Linked DNA regions of Sus scrofa: regions 2 and 3 are each linked to region 1. Evidence: chromatin contacts called from public HiChIP or PLAC-seq data. All regions are on one chromosome and are shown on one strand. The core of a region is the stretch at or near the end of the contact, and the rest is flanking DNA. Distances in the headings are between cores, read along the strand shown.

Evidence for each region. HiChIP or PLAC-seq counts read pairs in DNA pulled down with a chosen protein or histone mark.
Region 2: an H3K27ac HiChIP or PLAC-seq map of alveolar macrophages shows a contact between it and region 1. The contact joins the promoter of USF2 here to the promoter of HSPB6 in region 1. A contact is called at or near these places in 1 of 47 Hi-C or Micro-C datasets (heart right ventricle) and 1 of 2 datasets of contacts at active chromatin or transcription factors (alveolar macrophages).
Region 3: an H3K27ac HiChIP or PLAC-seq map of alveolar macrophages shows a contact between it and region 1. The contact joins the promoter of CAPNS1 here to the promoter of HSPB6 in region 1. A contact is called at or near these places in 4 of 47 Hi-C or Micro-C datasets (heart right ventricle, liver and skeletal muscle) and 1 of 2 datasets of contacts at active chromatin or transcription factors (alveolar macrophages).

Annotation. Positions count from the first base shown.
Region 1 is chr6:45,182,299-45,185,979 of Sscrofa11.1, forward strand. HSPB6 (heat shock protein beta-6) reads right to left here and starts at 1,713. Exons shown (of 3, transcript XM_003127059.4): 1 at 1,471-1,713; 2 at 356-478; 3 at 1-246. The coding sequence starts at 1,668. The coding sequence ends at 76. It overlaps PROSER3 (proline and serine-rich protein 3), which reads left to right and starts at 2,467. Exons shown (of 12, transcript XM_021097124.1): 1 at 2,467-2,876. The coding sequence starts at 2,866.
Region 2 is chr6:44,772,703-44,776,383 of Sscrofa11.1, forward strand. It overlaps USF2 (upstream stimulatory factor 2), which reads left to right and starts at 1,715. Exons shown (of 10, transcript XM_003127041.5): 1 at 1,715-1,921; 2 at 2,189-2,235; 3 at 2,346-2,464; 4 at 2,600-2,800; 5 at 3,223-3,373; 6 at 3,496-3,583. The coding sequence starts at 1,860. LSR (lipolysis-stimulated lipoprotein receptor) reads left to right here. Exons shown (of 11, transcript XM_021097147.1): 10 at 1-451; 11 at 546-676. The coding sequence ends at 581.
Region 3 is chr6:45,509,654-45,513,334 of Sscrofa11.1, forward strand. It overlaps CAPNS1 (calpain small subunit 1), which reads left to right and starts at 1,757. Exons shown (of 11, transcript NM_214318.2): 1 at 1,757-1,805; 2 at 2,652-2,872. The coding sequence starts at 2,670.

The DNA.
Region 1 (3,681 bases), core at 463-2,962:
GGGACATCTGGCTGGGCGGAGTCAGGTCGGCTTTAAAAGGCGGGGCCTGAGGCGGCTCCCAGGGTTCTCTGACCCCTACTTGGCAGCAGCCGGTGGCGACGGCAATGGACCTTGGGCCGGCGCAGGTGCTGCCTGGATGGACAGGACGCCTTCAGGGGACAGAGCGGACGTCACGGCCGCCGGGTCGACACCAGGCGGCAAGCGGTAGCGGCGGTGGAACTCGCGCGCGATGTATCCGTGCTCATCCTGGAGAGAGAAGCTTGAGAGGCTCCGCCCCTTCCCTGTAGATGCCCCGCCCCTTCGGCCTATGATTCCCGCCTGCACGTTCTGATCCCGCCCCCGCCAGCGGGCTCACCGGGCGCTCCTCGTGGCGCGCATGCACCTCCACATGTTCGCCAACCACCTTGACGGCGATTTCCTCCGGCGAGAAGTGCTTCACATCCAGCAGCACCGAGAAATGCCCGGGATCGGTTGGCACCTGCGCACAGCCCCATTGTCATCGAGAGGGGCGGGGCTCTCGGGACCCCGCAAGGCCCCGCCCCCCTGGCTTCTGACTCTGTTCTGGTGCTGCAGCTGATTCTGGCCTCCGGAACTGCGGGGTCCCCTTTCCTAGGCGGTAGCCACCGAAGACCTCTTCATCCAGAGTAACTGGAATCATCCTTCCCCTTGTAGTAGCTGGGCTTCCCTCTCACCCAGAGGGATGAGGCCCCCTTCCCCCGCAAGATCAGGCACCTCCGCCCTCACGGGGTGAGGCCCGCCCTCTCCCTTAGTGTCAACAACCCCGTAGTCGGCGTGTCCTTCTGGACACTGACTCCTCAGCCCCCTTACCCAGAGCCCCTGGGGCCCTTACTGCCCCACCCGCCCCCAGAAATCGCCAAGATGCCTCCTCCCCCAGTCACCAGTGTTCTCTTTCTACCCTCCCACTCGAGTCACGGGATTGCTTGAGCCCTCAGCAATTACTAGTACTCCTCCCCCACTTCTGAGTGGCCAGACCCCTCTTTCTCAAGTCACTGGACCTTCCCTACCCTCTGCTTCTCCAGGAGACCTACACAGTCACCACACAGTTTGAAGATTCTTTTCCCCGAGAATAACAACACATTCCCTTCCCTCGGGAGTCCCTGGGAGCCCCACGCTCTTCGGAATAACTGGGCTCCCCCTTTTTTCCCAGATTGCCTGGGTCAGCAGCATCCTTCGGCGTCACCAGAACTCCCCTCAGCGAGACGGCCCCACCCTATTAGTGACCCAGCCCTTCCACTCCTCTCGGAGCCGAGACCTTCCTCAGACTGACGCAGACCTCCCACCCCTTTCAGTAATCCGACCTCTGAGAATCCATACTCCAGAAGCCCCTCTGAATGGTCGGACTCTCCACCCTGCTCAAAGTCTGGGGACAGGCCTTCACCCCCCTCAGGGTGACAGGGGACCCCAGCCTTGGAACTGGTCGGTTTACCGCCCCTCCCCCAGGCCTGGCACCTGGGCGGTAGGCAGCGCCACGCTGGGTGCGCGCAGGTAGTAGGGGGCCAGCGTCGCGGGGCAGAGCGCAGCCAGCTCGGCCTCCAGCAGCCCCTCGCCGAAGCGCTGGTCGAAGAGGCGCCCGGGAGCCGAAAGCCCGGGCAACGGGGCCGAGGCGCGGCGCAGCCAAGACGGCTGCACAGGCACCGGGATCTCCATCCTCCTCCGCCGCCGCCCCTAGGCTCTGCAGTGCCCCAGCGAGCGCCGGCGCCGCTTTATATTACGCCCTGTGTCCGCCCCTCGGCGGGCCGCCCGAGGACATTGGGACCGCGGCCAGAGCCGGCCATTAATAGAGCCTTATTTAGAAAGCCCAACAATGACTTGGCCATTTATTAAGCGCCTGCTGGATGCCACGGAGGTATCATTCCCCAATTTTCAGAAGGGAAAACTAAGGCTGAGGAGACGGAGCCCTGGCCAGGATGAGGAGCACAGCGTGGCGTTTGGGACCCACAGCCTGAGAAGCCCACCAAGAATTCCCAGTCTCTTTAATCCACCCCCGCCCCGAAGGCGCTCTGGGGATGACGCAGATGGAGGTTTTAGGAGCAGATTCTTGGGTACAGGGAATGCGGTAACCAGGCCAGGCTGTCAGGAGAACACAGAACAGACCCTATTCCCATCTCAGCAGGGCTCTGAGCCCAACCCCCCGGCAAGCCGGGCCTAATTCTGTGCCTCTGACTCAGCCTCGGGTGCGCAGGGCAGCGGGGTCTGCCAGGTGAGCAGCAGCCAGGGGGCGCGGGCAAGAACAGTCCACGATGGCCCCCCGGGGGCCGCGCGCCGGGGCCTGAAATAGCTCATTTTGATCCCGCCACCTCGGCCAGGAGCCCAGACCTGGCACTTGGCGCAACCAGCTGCTCTTGGAGCAAGACGGAAGTGGTTAGATGACCGGGCGGGACTGGTAAGCTGGCTGGACTGATGGAGGGATGGTGGTTGGAGAGGGGCTAAACTCCCCGATGGCCCCTGCAGCGGGAAAAGCCGTAGTTAGACTGGAATCTGGATAAGATTTATGCAGCAAGATGGGGAGTGGCTAGAATACAAGGCTGCAGGAAAGCAAGAGTACTTTGAAAACCTTCCTAACCACGAACCCAGCTTCAGATCCTTTTAATTGGTCCAAGGGCTTGCCAGTTGCTGCAGCTTGCTACGATTCTCCAATCACACGTGCTCTCTCATTCACGTTACAGCCAATTGTGAAGCACCTTCTTTGGCCACGGTCCAATTACTTTTATTTTCCTGTCTATCATTGGTCGCCTTGGAGGCGGCTCTCGCGGGGCTGACAGGGCATTGCTAAGCGACAAAGATGCGCTCGCAATGTGTCCGGTGACCCAGCCAAGCGGGCAGAATCGCCGGGGTAGCTGAGGGATGGACCGCAGGTGAGGCCGACCCCTCTTTGGGGATCACAGGAAGCCTGGGGAGGACCAAGGGTGAGAGCAAAACAGCCTAGGATCAGATTTGCCAGAGTCCGGCGTCTCTGGTTCTCCACTGCACTGGAACTACAATTCCCAAGATGCTCTACAGCCTTAAACTGCTCCCGCCTTGGACTTCACCATGCCGCCGGGGACCCCATGGCGTCTTACACGCTGCTCTCTTAGTGGCCCCAAGGGCTTTTTCCCCGTAAGGGTGTACTGAGGCATCTTGGGAATTAAGTTTCCTTATTTTGAAATTGCCCCAGACTCCCATGGGTGTTACTTTTGACATTTCTTGCTTAGGCGAAGCCCAGTGACTAGGGATTGTAGTCCATCTACCCCTTTCTCCTTAGATATTGTCCCAAGGACTTATGGGAAATGTACAATGATAATAGGTTTGGCTTTGGCTCTTAACCTGAGCTCCACTTCAGAATCATCTCAGGTGCTGTGAAAAAGATGTGTGTAGGTGTCCAAACCCCTTACAGATTTTCTGATTCTTTTAGTCTGGGGTGAGGACTCCACTTCAGTATTTTGAAAAAATTCCTTCTAAGTTCCTTAGTGGTGCAGCAGGTTAAGGATCCGGCATTGTCACTGCTGCGGCTACTGTGGTTCAATCCTTGGCCAGCAAACTTACACATGCCATGGGAACAGCTAATAACAATAATAATAGACCCTAGACCAGGGTTAAGAATCATCAGCCTTGATTCTCTTTTGAGACAACCCCGTGGGCTGATGGGAATCATGCCTCCAGTATCATTATCTTGGTTGTGCT
Region 2 (3,681 bases), core at 465-2,964, 410 kb before region 1:
AGCCCGCTCTGTGGATGCTCTGGATGACCTCACCCGGCCCAACTCGGCTGAATCAGGGAGGAGGTCTCCCCCAAGTAGTGGGAGGAGAGGCCGGGCCTATGCACCTCCCCGAAGCCGCAGCCGTGATGACCTCTATGACCAAGACGACTCAAGGCACTTTCCACAGTCCCGGGATCCCCACTACGATGACTTCAGGTCTAGAGACCGCCCTCAGGCTGACCCTAGGGCCCGTTACAACCGCTCCCGAGATCCTCGGGATGATGGTTCCAGGTCCAGGGACCCCGAATACGATGGGCGGCTACTGGAAGAGGCCTTGAGGAGAAAGGGGCCTGTGGAGAGAAGGAGACCTTACAGGGATGAAGAGGAAGAAGAGGAGGCCTGCTTCCCTCCAGCGCCTCCCCCTTACTCTGAGACTGACTCCCAGGCCTCAAGGGAGCGGAGGCTTAAGAAGGTGAGTGACAGCCCTTCCTGGCTCTAAGACCCAACTGGATCCTCTTCTCCAGTCTTCCCAGCTCACACTCACTTTTTTCCTTTCTCCCTTGCAGAACTTGGCCCTGAGTCGGGAAAGTTTAGTTGTCTGATCTCAACGTTTTGTATGTAGCTTTTGTACTTTTTTTAATTTGAGGGACCATGGATCATCTTCCTCGCCTAAGACTAATAAAACTTGTGATCATAAGTCCTAAGTCTGGAAGGAAGTGTTTGTTTTGCTGCGCGAGGTTGGGAGCCCAAAAAGCTACTGTGTGTGTGTGTGTGGGGGGGTGTGGGTGTGTGTGTGTCCGCAAAAGGCCGCAGGTCCAGTTCTCTCATGGGACTTGCGTTGTGAGCCAGGAGGAAAGGACCCGCTCTGCCTTCTGCCTTCTCCCTTTCCGCGGCCAGGAATACGTGCCCCACGCTGGCCCCGCCCCGCCCTGCGTGCGCGCCCCGGCCCCGCCCAGACATGCGCATGCGCCCCGGGACCCCACCTTCGCGCACTTCAGCCCGGCCGCCGGGGGCGCGCGTGCGCGCTCCTGTCCCCTTCCACCCCCATTCACCCCTCCCCCCCGACCTACTTTTCTGTTTCCAAGCCCCGCCGCCTGCATCGTCCCCGGCGACCAGAACCCCTCCTTCAGGTCCCCTGGCGTTCCATCTGGGCCCGCGTTCCACACCGGCGGGCGGCCGGCGAGTACCGGGCAGACACTGAGGCTGTGGCGGCAACCTCTCGCCCCACCGGTACCCGGCCCGCGCGCCCGCCCGCCGTCCCAGACAGACAGCGCGCGCGCTCCCCGGGGGCTGCCCCCCCCCCCGCGCGCGTCGGCCCCGGGCTCGCGCCGCCGCCGCCGCCGCGCGCGCGCAGCTCAAGTAAAGGAGGAAAAAAAAGGGGGAAAAAATAGAAAGCAGCGGCGGCTGCAGCAGCGATCCGCCGCCGGACTGGGCCAGGCCGGGCGGCGGACGCGCGAGCCGGCGATCCAAGGGAGAGGCGGCGGCCATCTAGGGCGGGCCGGGTTAAAAAAAAGTCGCGGCGGCGACGGCTGCTCAGGGAAGGAGGCCCGAGGGCCGCGTGCACCGGGCGGGGGGCGGCTGCGCTGCGTCCCGGAGCCTAGAGCCGCCGGGAGCCGGCCGGCGGGCGAGCGGGCGGAGGCGGCGGCGGCGGCGGCTGCAGGAGCAGCGGCGGCGGCGGCGGCGGCGGCATCTCCTCCTCACATGACCCCACTGTTTGTCCCCGTGATCAGCGCGAGCGGCTCCCGTGTCTCCTCCGTCCCCTCCTGCCGCGCGGCGTGAGCGCCGGGCTCGGGGCCCCCCGGCCGCCCGCCCCCTCCCCTCCCTCCCTCCCCTCCCCTCCCTCCCCCCGGGCCCGGCGCCCCCCCCGCCCCCACCCCCCCATGGACATGCTGGACCCGGGTCTGGATCCCGCTGCCTCGGCCACCGCTGCTGCAGCCGCCAGGTAAGGGCGCCCGGCCGGTCCGTGCCCCCGCGCGCCCTGGCCCCGGCCCTTCGGCCTGGCGGCCGGGCCGCCATGATCCCGAGCGGCCGCCGAGCCCAGCTCAAAATGGAGGCCGCGAGGGAGGGGGGACTTGCGCGAACACCCCTGGCCCCCGGTCCTGGAGGTGCCCCTGCCCCAGACTGTGTCAGGCGGCATGGGGGCCCTGCACCTGGGCAGAGGGGCGGGGGCGCTGGCGGCCCTGACCCCCTCTTCCCGTCCTCCCCGCAGTCACGACAAGGGACCCGAGGCAGAGGAGGGCGTCGAGCTGCAGGAAGGTGAGTGCTCGCGGGGCCCACCGGGGTCTCGGCCTGCGCCCGGGAGGGCACTGGGGGCGCTCAGGCCCGCACCACCGCTGACCATCCCCCCTACCCTCCTCCGACCGCAGGCGGGGACGGCCCTGGGGCGGAGGAGCAGACGGCGGTGGCCATCGCTAGCGTCCAGCAGGCGGCGTTCGGCGACCACAACATCCAGTACCAGTTCCGCACAGAGAATAATGGAGGACAGGTGAGGCTGCGGGCCCGGAGCCCGGCGGCAAAAGGAGGGCTCAGCCCGGGGTCGAGCGGGCGGGCTGGGAGGGGCTCGAACCTGGCCCCTGCCCGGGCCCCAGCGCGGGTCTCGCTGCTCTGCCGCCCCCTGCAGGTGACATACCGCGTAGTCCAGGTGACTGATGGTCAGCTGGACGGCCAGGGCGACACAGCAGGCGCCGTCAGCGTCGTGTCTACGGCTGCCTTCGCGGGGGGGCAGCAGGCTGTGACCCAGGTGGGTGTGGAGGGGGCCACCCAGCGCCCCGGCCCCGCTGCTGCCTCTGTGCCCCCAGGTCCCGCAGCGCCCTTCCCACTGGTAGGTGCCCAGCAACCTCTGGGGGGGGGGTGAGGATGGAGAAGGGACGTGCAGTCTTTTCTTGGGGAATCCCGCGGGAGGGGCAAGTGGGACCAAGATGCTGCCTTCAGGGCCTCAGGTCAAATCCCTGATGTGCCCATGAAACCTTGGGGAAGACCTTTGGAGCATCTTTCCTTTTTTTTTTGTAAACTGGGGACTATGGCAACAGAGAAGTCTCTGAGAGTTAAAAGTGGGTCAGTTCTCCGAGTGATTGCTGAGTACCTGCCAAGTTCCAGGGCTATGAGAGGCAGGGCAGAGCGGCACACACAGAGGGCTTCCCCACTCTCCGTAGGGAATGCAGTAAACATCAAACATGGCAACCAGGGGATGGCTTGGGGAACAAAGATGGCTAAGGGTGGCCTCTGTGTCCTCCTGCTCCCTAGGCTGTAATCCAAAATCCCTTCAGCAATGGTGGCAGCCCGGCAGCTGAGGCTGTCAGTGGGGAGGCACGATTTGCCTATTTCCCAGCGTCCAGTGTGGGAGATACCACGGCTGTGTCCGTACAGACCACAGACCAGAGCTTGCAGGCCGGAGGTAAAGGAGGAAAGGGGCCAGGGCGGAAGGCAGGGGAGGCAGTAGGCCTAGCAGGGAGGGAAGCCCCCCCACCAGTTCTGACTCTACCCCCAGTTTTAGCACTAACCCCGCTTTCCCTGCAGGCCAGTTCTATGTCATGATGACGCCCCAGGACGTGCTTCAGACAGGAACGCAGAGGACAATTGCACCCCGGACACACCCCTACTCCCCGTATGTGCTGGAGACCTGGTCCCAGGAGCAGGGGACACTGGGAGGGCCTCTTGTGGGGGTCCAAGGAAGAAAAGGTTTTCTGGAATGGGAGTCAGGCA
Region 3 (3,681 bases), core at 507-3,006, 330 kb after region 1:
TTAATATTCATTGTATTACGGAAGAGAGAATGCATTAGGTTAGTGCTTAAGAGTACAGGCTAGGGAATTTACCCAGAGTCAGTTTACTTATTTGTAAAATGGAGATAACATATAGCATCCGTCCCATAGGACTGGTACGAGGACATGTGAGCCGATATATGTAAGGTACTTAGTAGGGTGCTTGGCAGTTAGTTTTTTGCTTTGTTTTGTTTTTGTTTTTTGGCCGTGCTGGCAGCATGTGGAAATTCCAGAGTCAGGGATGGGACCCACACCACAGCAGTGACCCAGGCCGCTGTGATGACAATCTGATGCATACAAAAGAACTCCCCAGTTATTTTTTTTATCAGTATTATCTAAGGATGAACAAGAGATGACCCAGGTGGCCTCCAGGAGGAGGGAACACCACAGGTACAGACACAGAGGCTAACAGCTTCTTCTTCTTCTTCTTTTTTTTTTTTTTTTTTGTCTTTTTAGGGCTGCGCCCATGGCATATGAAAGTTTCCGGGCCTACGCCACGGCCACAGCAACCCCAGATCTGAGCCACATCCATGACCTATGCCACAGCTTGCAGCAACACCAGATCCTTAACCCACTGAGCAAGGCCAGGGATCTAACCCGCATCCTCATGGATGCTAGTTGAGTTCTTAACCCACTGAGCCACAAGAGGAACTCCAACAGCTACTGTTTACTAAACATTTACCACAAAATTCTCGTAGAGGCCTAGAAGTGGGGACATGGAAACCCTTGTTGGCATTTTACAGATTAGAAAATCATTGTTTAAATCACTGTTATGGGACCCCAAATTATTAAGAGGCAAAGTCAGGATTCAAACTCCAGCTGAACCAGCTTCCCAGGAAGAGGCTAAGGGCTGGACAGCCAGCCAGTGTGCCTGAAGGAGCCTTGAAAGAGTACTGGGCGCTCACAGGTTGAAGGTTGCAACTAGAGAGCAAGCAAAAGGGCTCCAAGGGTTGCTTCAGTTGCCATTTTTCCTTTCAGTTGCATTCCCCACCCTGCCCACCACCTGACCTTGGGAACATCAAGCTTCAGAAACCAGGCTGTGGCCCCCAGCCTCTTCCAGTGTCTGGACCCTCTTTAGAGACTGGAAGACTGAGACCAGGTAAAATGATTTTTTTTGGTCCATCCAAGTAAAATGATTCTGGTGACCCTGACCCAGGGGGTAAAGGGGTGCAGGTGGAGGAACAAAGAAGTCCCATTCCTGGGAGTAACTGGGCTGCCATCAGGGCTGTGCCTGCAGGGTCCCCCCACACAGATGAGGGCGCTTGTCCTCAGACTGTGAGCAAAACAAAATCCGGGGTCTCCAGACGCTGTCTGTCGCGACAAGGCTAGGATAGGGTACAAGTGCCAAGAGTCCCAAGAATCCCTATCCGAGCAGACCAAAAACATCTGGAGGCTTGGCTTTGGGACGACAATTCACACTACAACATTTAGGCTTGGCGACTGTTCGGGTCACCTCGGAGTCCTGGTCCCCGAGTGCCTGCATTGGGGACCGAAAGGCGTAGAGAAAGATTTCCAGTCTATGAACTCCGGGCGGCGTCAGAACTGCGGCTCAGGAAACGCACAGCGAATTCTCAGCAGCCGCACCCTGTTACACTGGGCGGGGCCAGCAGGCGCCTGCGCAGTTTTAATACCGGCTCTAGGACCGCGCGGAATCCGTCCGGGCCGCCCTGCATAGCCTAACCCTGCCCGGGCCGCCTGAGTCACCCGCCCCGCCCTGCGGAGCCGGACGCAGCCGGAGGCCCAGGAGCTGCACAGAGAAGCGGACCCGCGGACGCGTGAACGAGGCGGTGAGCGCCCAGTCCGGACTTCCCCCCTGGTCTCCCTAAGCCCGGCCCTGGCGGCCTCCAAAACCATAGAGATCCTACAATTTTGGTCTCAGGAGTCCCCTAGACCCATGTTCAAACCCCTAGATCTGTCTGGCCCCAGTTATCCCGCCCCGGAGACTCTTCCACCCTCCCTCTCAGGTTCTGAAGTAGGAGCATGGATTTGAGAGGTAGCCGGTAAATTCAGCTCTGGGTGCGGCCTCCAGAATCGCGATCCTAGATCCGATCTCAGTTCTAATGGGGACTCCGTTATCTCGGACCCCGGGGCTCACACCCACAGTCTTAGACCCGAACCCACAGACCCAGCAATGACACTGTTATCTCGCTGCTGTTTGTACCTAAACCCGCAAGCTTACATTCTGGCTTCCCTAAATCCTGGCCCTGGGGCCTCCAGGCAGAGAATTTCTGATCCACGCCCTGATCCGCCCCAGACCTCTACATCAGTTTTGGGGCTCTGAATCCCAGATTAGAGCGCCTGCTTGGGGCCCCCATCTCGAGAACCCCACTTGACTTGGCTGGTGTCTGGTGCTTAATGATGCCTATGCGTATACTCAGTCCAGGGTCCTTCGAGCCAGATATGGACTCTTTGGACCGGGAAGAGGTTTCAAACCAGATAATCCGACTTTATGCCACCCATCCGAGACACCCTCCCCCAGAAGCCCAGGCCCTATCCTGAATGAACCCTCGAGCCCCAGTCAGAGGCTTCTTATTACTTCCCCCAGTCCAGCAGCCAGAAATGCGTGTATTTGGGGGGGAAGGGGCGGGCTTAGGGACGGGACAGCAACTTGACTCCTTTTTTCTCCCCCTCAGGAATCTTGAGTCACAGCCATGTTCCTGGTTAACTCGTTCCTGAAGGGTGGCGGCGGCGGCGGCGGGGGAGGCGGGGGCTTGGGCGGGGGCCTAGGGAATGTGCTCGGAGGCCTGATCAGCGGGGCCGGAGGCGGCGGTGGCGGCGGCGGTGGCGGAGGAGGCGGCGGCGGTGGTGGCGGAACTGCCATGCGCATCCTGGGCGGGGTTATTAGCGCCATCAGGTAAGGCGGGGCCTGCAGAGGGGCGGGGCCTGGAGGAGGAGGCTGGTCCCGCAAGAATAGAATGGGGTAACTTAGACCCGGACCCGGAACATTAATTAGGCTGGGGCTGGTCTGGGCCAGCAGACCGGCCTTGAGGAGGCCGACTGTATTGAGTTCAGGGAGCGGGACTTGATATGGGAGTAGTTTTGACTGTGGTGGGAGACACAATTTGATGGGCCAGGTGGGGCTTAATGGCCAGGTGCAGCCTCCTTCCGCTAACCTGGAGACTAACGTTAAGGGGGCGGAGCTACTGAAGCCGGGTGTCACTTCACTGGGGCAAAGCTTACCTAGGGGCGCGGCATAGCCCTCGTAGGTGCGTTCAGGGGTGTGCCCAGAAGAAGGCCAGGCTTAATGGGATAGGGGAAAAGGACTTGAAGGGACAGGGCCTGGCCAGGAACTGGCTGGATTAAAATAGAAAAATGTCCTGAGGGAGGTAGGGCGGGTGGTCGGTAGGGGCCTAGTTAGTTTTGGCCCCTGAATGTGATCCCTTGAAGGAGTGAGAACTCACGGAGCTGGGGTGGGATCTTGGGAGGACGCAAGTGTTCAGAAGCCGTGGAGATGGAGTAGGTTCCTAGACAGGTGAGACCTGAGGAAGGTGGGCCCTGGGAAAGCTGGGGCCGGGCTTCTAGGAAGTATGCCCTCGAAGGGGCTTTGTCTTTTGAGAGATCCGCCACTGTGTAGGGGGCACAACCAGGGCAGCAAGGATAGGGACAGGTGAGGGCAAAGACTGATGAGGCAGGCGGAGGGAGCTGGTAGGTAGGCTGGCAGGC